2 separate regions of the Canis lupus genome follow, and region 2 is linked to region 1. A link is a contact called in public Hi-C data. All regions are on one chromosome and are shown on one strand. Each heading gives the region's core, a stretch centred on a gene start, on an enhancer-like site or on the middle of the called end of the contact. The rest is flanking DNA. Distances are from core to core; before and after follow the strand shown. Region 1 holds the start of ZMYND19 (zinc finger MYND domain-containing protein 19). Region 2 holds the start of NRARP (notch-regulated ankyrin repeat-containing protein).

The links. Hi-C and Micro-C count contacts between places; a contact is called where the count stands out from the background.
Region 2: a Hi-C map of blood shows a contact between it and region 1, with 2.7 times the contacts expected there. The contact joins the promoter of NRARP here to the promoter of ZMYND19 in region 1. A contact is called at or near these places in 3 of 9 Hi-C or Micro-C datasets (amygdala and blood).

What each region holds. Positions count from the first base shown.
Region 1 is chr9:48,175,058-48,181,125 of UU_Cfam_GSD_1.0, forward strand. ZMYND19 (zinc finger MYND domain-containing protein 19) reads left to right here and starts at 3,760. Exons shown (of 6, transcript XM_038548591.1): 1 at 3,760-3,858; 2 at 4,938-4,997; 3 at 5,972-6,068. The coding sequence starts at 3,808.
Region 2 is chr9:48,374,685-48,381,230 of UU_Cfam_GSD_1.0, forward strand. NRARP (notch-regulated ankyrin repeat-containing protein) reads left to right here and starts at 3,549. Exons shown (of 1, transcript XM_038548652.1): 1 at 3,549-5,705. The coding sequence starts at 3,612. The coding sequence ends at 3,956. EXD3 (exonuclease mut-7 homolog) reads left to right here. Exons shown (of 23, transcript XM_038548636.1): 23 at 1-2,451.

The DNA.
Region 1 (6,068 bases), core at 2,510-5,009:
TGATCCAGGAATATTGTGACAGGCGTTAGCTGGATTCCAAAATTGCTGTGGACCAGTGACTAAGGGTATACTCCCCCCCCCTTTTTTTAAAGATTGTATTTATTTATTCATGAGACATAGAGAGAGAGAGAGAGAGAGAGAGAGAGGCAGAGACACAGGCAGAGGGAGAAGCAGGCTCCATTCAGGGAGCCCAATGCAGGACTCGATCCCAGGACCAGGATCACGCCCTGAGCGGAAGGCAGACGCCCAATCGCTGAGCCCCCCAGGGATTCCTATACTCCCCCTTTTTGAACAGGATGTCTGCTCACTTGTACTGTGTGCTTCAGCACTAAATGTTGGGTGTTGGGGGGCAGATAATGTGCCCTTGGAGCAAAAAGGGCCACACCCAATGTGCCTCATCCACCTGGGCCTGTTGCACATAACAATATACTGGACTCCAAGCCTAATGTCTTGATGAGATGGTGATCCTGGGGTCACTTGCGAGGTGCACTCTTCAAGAGGGAGGAACATGAGTCATTAGAGCCCAGAGGATGGATTAGGGCAGGCCGTTCATTCCACTAGTGGTCCCCCCCGTGAACCACACTTGTGGACAGACTTCCTACACTGACTTTGGGCTTGCCTGGTGACCTGCTTTGGCCAGTGGTGTACTAGCAAGAATGATTCAAGTGGAGGTCCAATAAATGCGTGCACAGTGGGACTTTGTCACTCAAAGCACAGCCTCCATGCTGGAAGGAAGTCCAGTTATCCTGCCTGGCCTTGCAGGAACCCTGAATAATGAGGCGTCACTCAAAGGCAAGTTACCTAGAAAAGAAATTAGATGCTCCAGTGAGTTCCCAGCCAAGTGCAACCAAAGGAGGAAAGCTGGCTGACACCATGTGGAACATAAGACCCCCAATCATAGAATTGCAAAAAATCATGAATCAATGTCGTCTTAAGCTAGTAGGTTTTGGAGTGGTTGGGTTGCACGGAAGCCTACAGTCGTCACCAAGCTGCAGCCCTTGTGGTCTCAGGCCCACACATCTTTGGCTACCATCTCCTGTCCTGCTAGCCCACTCTCTCTAGCACCCCTGACTCCTGCAATCCGTAGGACCCTCCTGGGAACTCTAACCCATTGGCCTCACCCCTCTGTTGTCCTCTCTCCTTTCCTCTTTTGGCACTCTCACCACTGTGAGGCAAGCATCCGGGCCAGAACCCATACCCACCCCTTTTCTTTCTCCTTACCTTCTCTGCGGCAGTCTACGCAGGCTGGGGAAGTCATCCTGCCTGGCGCCCTAAACACCACTGGGCCGTCCTGCTGCCTTTTCCTGCTTCTCTTCCAGCCAGTCCCATCACTCCTGCACCCCTCTCCTTGCACTGCCAACGTTTGCTCCCCTGTGGTCACTTTCAAAGGATGACTTCATTTTCTACTTAGGTGAGAAAGTAGAAAGTTCTCACAGGTGGAGAACTCCCTCAAAGTCCTAACTCCACACCCATTTGCCTCCCAGAAACCTTACACCAGCCTCTCTTTCCTACTAAGCTGGGCCACCCACAATCCTGCCTACCTTTCCAGCCCTCCCCTCGCCCAAGTTCTCCTCTATGGGACCATTCCTGCTGGTGAGCAAACATGCCATCTCCTCTCCCTATATAAAACCAACAATCTCTCCACTTCCCTTCCCTTTCCAATTTTGGCCCCATTTCTCTGCTCCTGTTTTTAGCAAAAACACCTGAGAAGCGTTGTCTGTCTCACTGCCTCCAACCTTCTTCCTTTTAACCGGTCAGTTGTATGTAGTTTGCCATCACTCCATCAAGCGCTGTCCTCGTCAAGGCTGCTGGTGTCCTCATGGTGCTCAGCTACTAATTCCAGACTCCAAAGGTACAGGACCAAAGGGCAGCACCCAACACAGCGGACGCCTCTTTCACACGCAGCCTTCACTTGGCTCCCAGGCTACTGCTCTCTCCTGGTTTTCTTTTTTTTTTCTCCTGGTTTTCCTCTTACCTGACACCTCTCTCTTTTCATGGTCTGCTCCTCCTTTCAGCCTCTCTTTCCCCTTAATAAGGGAGTATCCATCCAGGCTGTCTTTGACTTCTCTTCGCTGTCTGCATTTTCTTCTGATGTGATCTCATCCAGTTGGCTTTTAAACAAGTGTGCTAATGAATGCCAAATTTATACCCCAGGCTGGACTGCTCCCTTGAACTCTATCCTCATACAGTCAACTGCTTGGCAGCCTGAATGCGTAGCATGAACAAGAAATTCATGTTTATTTTGCTAAGCTGCTGAGAACATAGGATTGTTACTGAAGCATAAACAGGTTTAAGCGGACTGTTACAGAAGACTGGCCCCGCACGTCCAAACACCACCATCACCCCCTGACTAGCTGCTGTATTCACTGGCTCCACAGCCTTCCTGCTTCCAGTCTTCCCCCTAAACTACTGTACCCCTCAGCCAGCCTGGCTCATGGAAAAGCTGCTCTATTCAAATTCTCCAACCGCCTCCCTTTGCTAAGTATAGAAATCAACGTTCTTCTAAGAGCCTACTAACCACCACCCTTGGCTCCCACATCTCTAATCTTCAGCCCTGTTCCTGTCCTGAACTCCTGTCTGGTCACAGCGGACAATCCCACTTTTCCCAACATCCCAGCCCAGGGCCCTGTGGCCAGCTCTTCCCCCAGATGCCCACATGGTGCTCTCTCCACTCCTTACACTGTTCAAGTCCATGAGTCAATGGGGCAGAGCCTGCCCACCACCTTCCTTAGGCCCCTAGCCTCCTAATGCTGCTCTCCTGGTTTCCCCCACTGCCTTTATCACTCATCACGGGCCGTTCTGATTTGCACTCCCGGGTACTTTCAGTGGGAGTGCGGGCGGCGGGGTGGTTGCTAGGTAACAAGGGCGGCGGCCCCCGAGTGTCCTCCCGCCCCGAGCGCCCTCCAGCCTTCAGGTCCTCCCGCCCTAAGCGCCCAGCAGGAGCGAGCGGAGGGCAGAGCGGCCGCGGGCCCATCACCGCAGCCCGGTTCACGGCCCGACCCGCGGGGAAGGCGGCGGCGGCCCGAGCGCAGGCAGTGCGGGGGAGACGGGCCCCGTTGGCACAGGGGCGGTGTCCAGGGAGGGAGTAGGGCGGCCCGCGCCCCTCGCCCCTCGCCCCTCGCCCGCCGTCCCGCGGGTGCGGAGCCGTTTACCGGGAGCCGCAGCGAGTTCCGCAGGACCCTTCGGGCCGCCCCTCCGCGAGGGGGCGGCGCGTGGGTTCGGGGGCCAGGGGCAGGGCCGCGGCCGGGCGTTGGGGCCGGCGCCCGGCCTGAGCCGAGGGCGGCCAGCGGGGAGCAAGACGCCGCAGCGCGGCCGCCAGCACAAAGCTTCCCGCGAAACTGACGTAGCGCGGGGCGGCCGCGCAAGCGCCGCCCTCGGCCGCGCCCCTCCCCCGCGCTCCCACTGCTCCTCAGTGCGCCGGCGTACTTCCCCTCCTCCCATTGGCCACGGCGCGGCGGCGCGCGCAGGCCGGCGCGGGGCGCACCCCGCGATTGGCGGGTCGGCGGCGGGCGGGGGTGTGTCCGCGTCGCACCCCGCCTCCGGCTCCGCTCGCGGTGGTGCGCGCGGCGGCGGCGGCGGCGGCGGTGGCGGCGTCGGCGGCGGTGGCGCGTGGCAGGTCCGGCGGGCCCGAGGCGGCGGCGGCCCGAGCCCGGCCCAGCCTCGTCCCGCCTGGCCCCGACCCCGGCCCGCCGGCCCGGCCCACCCGGCGCGCCGCGGCGCCGCCCCGGCCCGGCCCCGGCCCCGGTCCCGGTCCCGGCCCGGCGCCTCCCGAGGGAGCGGCGCCGCCGGCCGAGCGCAGGCCTGGCCATGACCGACTTCAAATTGGGTATCGTGCGGCTCGGCCGGGTGGCCGGGAAGGTGAGCGGCGCGGGGGCCGCGGGGCCGCGGGGCCGCGGGGCCGGGACGCTGGGCTGGGGCCGTGGGGTCGGGGGCTGCGGAGCCGGGCGGGCGGGCGGGCGGGCGAAGGGTCCCCGCGGGCAGCACAGCGCCCTTCCGAGGCGGCAGGACGGTGTGCGTGCGTGTCGGCGCCCGCCAGCCCGTCGTGGAGCCTCGCGCGGGGTTCACGCTGCCGGCGCTGGCCGAGTGCGGACGGGCCTCGATGGGCCTCCCGGAGCAGGGCCTCCCTCTGCTTCTCTCCCTTACCTGGCCCCGCCCTCCGCGGGTTCGAGGCCGGGGCTTCCTGGCACCTGTGGGCATTGAGGCTTGGCTGTTTCCAGGAGCCGGCCGGCCGTGCAGCTGCTCCAGCCACGGACCTTACCCTGGATGGGAACCCTGTTCCCATCCCCAGCGGCGGCAGCTCCTGGTGGGAGACAGGAGCAGAGGCAGTCAGATGAAGGTAAAACCGACTTAGATCTTAGAAGGAGGCTCCCCGAGCAAGAATGAGACTAGTCCGTTTGGGGGGCCGTTTCCTGCCTTTCCTGCAAGAGGAATGTGGCTTTTTACCTGGGGAAGGGTGGGCTCCCCATCGGCTCTGAGACCTTTTCTTATTCAGTGACTGGTTGCATTCAGATCATCCTTTAAAACTTATTTGGAACATTTCAGAAGAAAGCTAAACAGTTCAGTGAGCACCTGTGTACTGCCACCCATCCTAATAAATAAATGTTTTCGAGGCCTTCTGTATGCCTTGTCTCACTCCAGGGCCCCTCCTCTGTTCCGAGGAAGCCCCAGTCTCAAATGAGGGTCAGCAGCACCTGAAACACAGCTTAGAGGTTAGCCAGTCCAGGGGCACTTAGGGCTTAGGCGCGTATGGATGGGAAGTGAAGCCTGATTCCTACTCCTCTGGGACAGTCTGGAGTGGGAAATGACCACCTGCCTTGGGGGTAGGGTACTTGGTGCCCCTCACCTGCTAGCCTCATTTAACCTGAAGGGGCGGTTTCTGTTACTAAAACTTTACTGTGACCCTGAATGTAACATTGCGAAACGTGGTTAATTTCCAGACGAAGTACACACTGATAGATGAGCAAGATATCCCGCTGGTGGAGGGCTACTCCTTTGAGGTAAGGATGGCTGTTTCTCTGTGGGCCTGCTTTCAGCCAATGCTTGAGGAGGGTCAGGAGGAATGGGTTTTACCCTGTGTTGTTGGTTCTCTCCCACTTTCACCCTGGTGCAAGTAGATCACATTGTGTCGTGTTTGTGATGATGTTCAGTTGGATAAGCCCTGGCTCCCTAGGGGACTGTCCAAGTGCCACCTCATGTTTCTTCTGGCCTTGGCCCAGCGTTCCTCCATCCCCCATCTTCCTGAGCTCCCTTGCCTTCCACTCTTCTCTGTGGGATGAGCTTCTGTTCACCTGCCCATCCTCACCTACCGGCTCCTCCACTTCAGAAATCCTTGAGGGCTCTGTGGACCCACTATGCTTTATCTCAGCCCTTCGTGTTTTTACAGAAAGGGTGGCCCTTGAACAAGAGTTTGAACTGCACAGGTTAACTTAGATGTGGGGGGGGTTTTGATAAACATAGTCTATTACTGTAAATATATTTCATCATGACTTCTTTGAAAACGTTTTCTTTAAGAATATAGCATACGATATGTCTCACATACAAAGTTTGTGTTAATCACTTGTTTGCCTCAGTAAGGTTTCTGGTCCAGAGCAAGCTATCAGTGAAGTCTCCGGAAGTTAAAAGTCCTATGCGGATTTTCACCTGTGTGGGGGCTCTGTACCTTACCCTACGTGTTCAGGGCTTAGCTATTAGTTACTTGTTCAAGGGTTTGTTTTTCTCACTGAATTGTGGGCATTTTCTAAGAGTAGGAAAACTTGTCTCTTTATGTCTACAGTGTTTTGCAGAGTGGTTTGTGGAGTATGTTGGGATACAGGGCTGGCTTCTCATGTCTGGGAGCCTCTGCAAAGCCCGGGGTCCCAGAAAGAGGCCTCATATATTTGCTCTAACTTGTTTGTTTCACTTCACTTCTTTAATAAAGTTTGAAAATGTAGCTGAGACCTGAAGGCTTTTTAACAGACCATTTCTCTCTCAGGCCCGGATGGAAGTAGATGCAGATGGAAATGGTGCTAAGATATTCGCATATGCCTTTGACAAAAACCGAGGAAGAGGGTCAGGAAGGCTCCTTCACG
Region 2 (6,546 bases), core at 2,299-4,798, 200 kb after region 1:
GAGCAGCACCGAATCCTGTCCTAGGAGGCAGCCCAAGCTTGCTCCTCCCCAGGGGGCCAGGAGGAAACCCCCGGGGGTGCTGGCCCCCGCTGCCCACCCCCCTGCTTCCTGGAGACTCTGCCCTGAGGCCCTGGTGTCAAGGGCAGCTGGTCCTCAACAGAAAAAGGCCAGAGCAGGGGCAGCACGGGGAGACCAAGTGTCCTTCTTGCCCAGTACCCCTGCCCCGGGTGCCCCTCACGGCCTCGCCTGTACCATCCCACCTGCCTTCCCCACCTCCCCAGCCCTCTGCCACCCAGCCTGGCTCCGCGGCCACCCTGGTCCTGACCATCCGGGGTCAGGCCAGCAGCCTCTTAAGGCCCCACCCCAGGCCAGGGGTCAGGCACCGTGCTGGCAGGGTGGGCTGGGGCCCTGGTGCCAGGCGCTGCCCCGAGCAGCCGGTGGGGCAGGCCAGAGCTGCGCAGGGATTGTCTGCCCCAGTTCCTGCCCTGGGCGTCCTTCCTCCGCTCTGGCCGAGGGCTGAGTGTTTGTTATTTGATCTCTATCCTCTCGGCCCTTCTACCAGGTGTCTGGGCTGCTGGGAAGAAACACTCTCCTCTTTCCCACGCTCCCCGACACATTTTAATGAATTAGCTGGAAGCCCCGCCCCCGCCCGTCCGCCCGCGCGCCCTCCCTCCCCCGCCTAGTGCTTAAGGGGGCCGCAGGCCCTGGCCCAGCTCCGGCCGCGGCCTCCCCTGCGGCCCTCCCCCGCCGCCAGGCTCTGCCAACGAGCTGCCGGCACCCACTGCTCCGGCTCCTCCCCCAAGGCCCTGCGGGCGGCACCCCTGCACCACATCCTGGGAGCAGATGCAGAGGACCGGCCTGCCTATGGAGCCCGGGTTCAGGCGACCCCCACATACCCGGGGTCAGGGCTTTCTCCCCCAGAGCCAGGGAAGCGCCTGCCTGTTTGTGGAAGTGAAGACAGCACTGAGAAAAGCTGCAGATGCCCAAGGGGGTCGCTCGGCGCCCAGGCAGGGCCTGGCCAATGGCAGGCTTCTCCCCCTCCCTCCAGGGCATTTGGAACAAATGTCCTCCTTTCTCGGAACATCCCTTGGGCAAACATTTAGGAGGCAGTGCCCTGCAAGCCCTTCTTCCCCTCCTGTCCTAGGATGGGGCAGCCCCTAGGGAGTGGGCCAGAGCTGCTCAGAATGCATTGACTGCCCTGCCACGGAATCCCATCAGCCCCTAGGGACAGTGTGACCCTCACCTGAACTCCACAATGGCAGGCCCAGCTGCACCTGTCTGACTCTCACCCCGAGCCCTGCGCGTGTGAGCCTCAGGCCAGACTCATGGCCACTGTGGCCACGCCGCCCCGGCTGGGGACACCCAAACCACCGATTTAATGGCTTGCAGTGGCAGCCGCGCATTCCCACACGCAGCTCACAGGGCCCCTTTGTTTGCCCTCCCTGACGCTGGCGCGGGTATTCCTGGGACTTTGCTCCCAGGCTCTGCCTGGGCCCAACAGGGTCTCTGAGATGCCCTTCTTCAGGTCAGGTGACCTGAGCCCACCTGGGCCGGGGCCTGGCTTTGAACGAGCCACCCTCGGGGGACCGCCTTGGGCATGGCCAGAGCTGGTGCACGTTCCCAGCATGCTGCCCCCATGCCCAACCCTGTTCCAGGGAGAAGCAGACAGCAGGGTGGCATGTGCTGCCTAGCGTCCCAGCCCTGCAGAGGGTCACATGCTTACCACTCCGACGGTCACTGTCCAGAGGTTTCTGTGGGCCCCGGTGGACAGGGCCTGGCCCTCTTCCCTGGTGCTGGGGTGGTTGGGGGCCCCAGCTTCAAGGTGTCCACAGTCCAGCGGCACCTGTTCCCAGGCCCTCTTACTGGACCCAGGGACACTTCCTGGTAAGAGGAGTGTCCTGATAGCAGCCCCCTCCCAGGTCACACCCACAGCTGGCCCTAGCGCAGGGCTCTGTGGGGCACTTCTGCGGGGGGAAGCCAGGCCTTGCAGAACTGCTGGACCACCAGCTGGACCACTGGCCTCAGGGAGACCAGCGAGTAGGACTCCGGGAGCTCTGGCTGCCAGGAGGGCCCTGGAGGGTCAGCTACGGTCATGTCTCAGCTTGGCAGACTAGAGGCAGCCAGTCCTGGGTTGGCCTTGCCCAGTTTTTCCTGTGGTTTGGCTGTGACTCTTCTAGGGCACAGAGCAAGATGGGGGTACCACTGCATGTGTGCAGACACTCATGGGCCCCCCCAGACAAGACCAAGCGGGTGGGCTCCCCAGATAAGGCTCGCAACTGCCTCCTGGGACTGGAAACTGGTCTCCTCCTGCTGCCCAAGGCCTGCTGCTCCGAGACTCATTCCTGCCCAATTTCCAGACACCACAGCCCAGCTATAAACTGTAAAACCCTAATGAGGAAATTTGGTGGCAGTATTAGAGCATCAATAAAATATGGGTTTACAGTTTGAAAATGAGTCATTTCTGTGTTTCCCTTCCAAGCAGCCCTTGGTGGCTTACCTGGGGCTGCTCATCCGGCCAGGCCTTGCCTACTCCTGCAGCTGGAGGTGGCCCAGCAGAGGGAAACAGGACCCTGAGGTCCCACTGACTGACCTGCCCCCTCTGGAGGAGCGTCTGAGCCGGGGTGGGATGTAGAGGGGCAGCCCCCCCAGCCTCCTCAGGTGGAGAACCTGCTCCTTCATCAGGGCAGGGCCTCAGGGTTTGTGGAGTCAAGGCGGGGTCACCCAGGCCGCCTAAGAAGCCTTCCCCCCCACCCCCGTGCGGGAAGGACTGCATGGCTGAGGTCACAAGACCGAGCTGTTGTTGGCCCCGCGCGTGGACCCGGGGTCCCGGGGCCCAGGCCTGGCCAGTCTCGTCGCCGCGCACCCGGAGAGCTGGGGACCCCAGCCCCCCGGATCTGAAATGTTCCCGAGCCCCCACCCTGGGGAGGCCGCGCTCGGCCGGGATCGTGCCGGGGTCTGCGCGAGCGGGCAGCTTGGGGTTCCCCGGGTGGCCACAGGAAGAGTAGGCGGGACGACGGCGGAGATGCGGGGAGCCCGGGGCGCAAGGATCCAGGACGCCCCCCCAGCCCAGCACCGCCACCTGGCCCGGAGCCGGCGACCAGCGCCCCCTGCGGCGAAGCGCGCGGCCGCCGGGGCACGCCCCGCCCAGCCCCGCCCCCACGTGGGCGCCGCCCAATCGTAGGGCCGCCGGCGTGCGCGTCACGGGCGCCCTATTGTTATGCAAATATAAAGGGGGTAAAAGGCGCCCCGGCGCGGCGGGCGGGCGAGTGCAGCTGCGCGTGGGGAGGCGCGTGGGGTCTGCGTGGGAGCCGCAGCGAGCAGGGACCCGGAACGCGCGGCGGCGCCGCCGGGCCCACCGGCCCCCGCGAGCGCAGTGCCCGCCCCGGTCGCCCGCCCGCCCGGGCGCGGCTGGATGCGGCGGGGGCCCGGCGGCGGCGGCCCCCGGCCCCCAGCGCCCGGAACGCCCAGGGGCGGCGTGCGGGGCCCGGGGGCTCCGCGCCCTCCATGCGCCCCGGCGCGCCCCGAGACAGCCAGGGGCCCGCGCCGCAGCCGCAGCCGCCGCCGCCCGCGCTGAGCCCCGGCACGGCCCGCGGCCCGCGTCCGGCGGCAGCATGAGCCAGGCTGAGCTGTCCACCTGCTCGGCGCCGCAGACGCAGCGCATCTTCCAGGAGGCCGTGCGCAAGGGCAACACGCAGGAGCTGCAGTCACTGCTGCAGAACATGACCAACTGCGAGTTCAACGTGAACTCGTTCGGGCCCGAGGGCCAGACGGCGCTGCACCAGTCGGTCATCGACGGCAACCTGGAGCTCGTGAAGCTGCTGGTCAAGTTCGGCGCGGACATCCGCCTGGCTAACCGCGACGGCTGGAGCGCGCTGCACATCGCCGCGTTTGGCGGCCACCAGGACATCGTGCTCTATCTCATCACCAAGGCCAAGTACGCGGGCGGCGGCCGGTGATGCCCGCCGGGACCGGACGTGGGCCTCGAGCGTGTCGCCTGCTGTACCTTCCCGCCAACTACCTCGGTGCGCACCGCGGCCACCACGAGTCCGGCGCGCGCGTCCGCGCCCACGGGGGGCCCCGGGGTCGCCGCTCCCGCGCGGCCGCCCGGACCTGGGCCGAGGGCTGCCCACGGCCGCCGCTGCCGCCGCCTGGCTGGGGGAAGGGGCGGTGCTCGGGCTGCAGCCCCTTTGAAATCTGAGTCTGGCCACCAGCGAGTTCGGAGTCCCGAGACACCGGATCCTCGGTCCATGCGTTTCTCCGGAGGCGGAAGGCGGGCGGCGGGGCTCGGGGGTCGGGGCGCCCCGCCGCCCGCAGGACCCGCGGCCGAAGCCCGCCGCCCCGGCCCGGACGCGCGACCGTGGGGACGCTCCGCTCTTCTGCGGCTCCAAACTATTTATCCTGTGTGTGCACATTGTGGGTGCAGTTTGTGCGACTGATTTTTGTTGTTGTTTGGAAAATACTGTGCGTGGTCAATGTGGTTGTCGGGGGAAGATGCGTTTTTATTTTCCTAGTCCTAAAACTTAAAAAAACTTGAGTCTGTCATTTCTTGGTTGCACTGAAAACACCGCCCAGCCTGATGGTTTTCCCGTGCGAGGCCCCCTCCCCGCCCCCGCCACTCCTCCCTTCCCTCCCCCCCTTACACGCGGACATACTCCTCGGAGCGCGACTGGGGAGCCCCGGGCCTCCCTCTGCCCTCTCCCGTGGGAGGCCGTGCCCCGACCCTGCTGGCTTTGCAGAGGCTCCTCGGGGGCTGGGGTGGCGTGAGGCCTTTTCTAGCGACTTCTATTCTAGGTAGTTGGTTGCACACTTTTTTAAAAAAAGTAAATGGATTTGCCACGATTAAATGTCATAACATTTATGACAGAATATAAAATATTAACATATTTTAAGCCAAGTTTTAGGTGTATTTGTTGAATCTTGGTTATAAACCCAATTTTAAAGGGCGTTGTATCCAGCGTTGTGAAGGCAACAGTGTACCCATATTTATATTTTTATAAAATACCTATAAGACTGTGAATCTCTTGTGCTAATTGCTGAGTGAGTTGAAGGACTGTGTTGTCTTCAGCCTCCCGGAGCCGCCCGGACCCGATTCGAATCCCGACGTGGGGGAGGGGCCGCGCGGGGACCTGGGCCGGGGCGGGGCTTCTGCGTCACTATTCCCGAAAGGCGCCCTTCCTGGTCTCCGAGGTTCCCATTTTCTATGCAACCCCACACCCCTTGTTGTTTTGATCCCGAGAAATAAAAGGGAGGCTGAATTATTCAAATTTAAATGAGGCTTCCCCTGGGTAGAGTGCTGCTGACCCTTCGTGCAGAAATGGGGAGCACTTGAGGACACAGGTGGGTGGAGGCCCTTTGTGCGCGGCTGGTCAGACCCGGGCAGTCATCTGGGGCCTTTTATAAACCCTTGTGTGAGAAGAATATATTGATAATGTCAGTGAAACAAGCAGACATTGAAACTGAGGCACAGATTACTCCAAAAGGAGTTTTTCTGTATATTTTTTTCTAGATGCAAATACCTTTTTAATTATGTTAATTAATGTTAAGACTTTCTAGGCTTATATGGAAGCTGTGTGTGGGTCCTGGTATGATCACTTCTAACTGGATAAAGTCTGCAGCACATTCCTGAGCGTACGATATAGACTTGTAGCCCAGCATGAAAAATTTATGAATAAATTTTTCATTGATTTTTTTTTTAATTAAAAAAAGCTTGTTGGTTTTTCTTGCTCTTGGCACCTGGGAAGAGGGTCAGGCTGCAACACGCTACCTGTGGGTGCCGTCTACACAATGCTTGGCTTGTCTTCACCTAAGCACCCAGCCTGGTAAACTGGCTCTGGGCACAACTCAAGTGCCAGCCCCAGTTGGCCACGTACGGAATTTGTGAGGTGCCAGGGGAGAATGCTCTTCCAGCTGGGGGGCCGGGTGGGGGGACCTAGGCCACCCTGAGAGCGCCCAGAACCAGCCCACAGGCTCTTTCCTCTGCTCCCTGGCAAAGCAGCTGCAGCTCTTCCCACCTCGAAGCCAGCCTGAGATGCCACAGGCCCCCCTCTGCCTACCACCCCCTTCCTTTGCTGTGGGTTTCTGCTGGGCCACCTGCAGCACAGAAGGGGTACTTTTTAAATCTGGGAAACCTCAAGAGTTGCTCTCTCCTGATGACTAAAAGGCCTGCTTCTTCTCTCTGTCCCCTGGTGGCATTTGGGAGCTGGGGAGGCCAGCATGCCTCTGGAGCCAGCCATTCCTGAAGACTACAGACCCCAAGAGAGACAGACACGTCCCTGCAGAGAGCTCAGAGCAGGTGTCTGTTTCTGGTATATAGAGGACAGACTCTCCATGCACAAACCTGAGATGCCCCTGGGGCACTGGGGCCTCATGAGAGGGGGGTGCCCGGAGGACAGCAGGTGGGTCCAGAGCAAGAGGATGCCTGTATTCAGCAAGGATAGCCTCCCCAGAGAAGGGGAGGCCGGCAAAGGTAACAGCTTTTTCTTGTAAGTCAGACCCTCTGCAGCAGCCAGAGGGTGTCAGCTTCCCGTTGGCAGGTCCTCAGGCTGC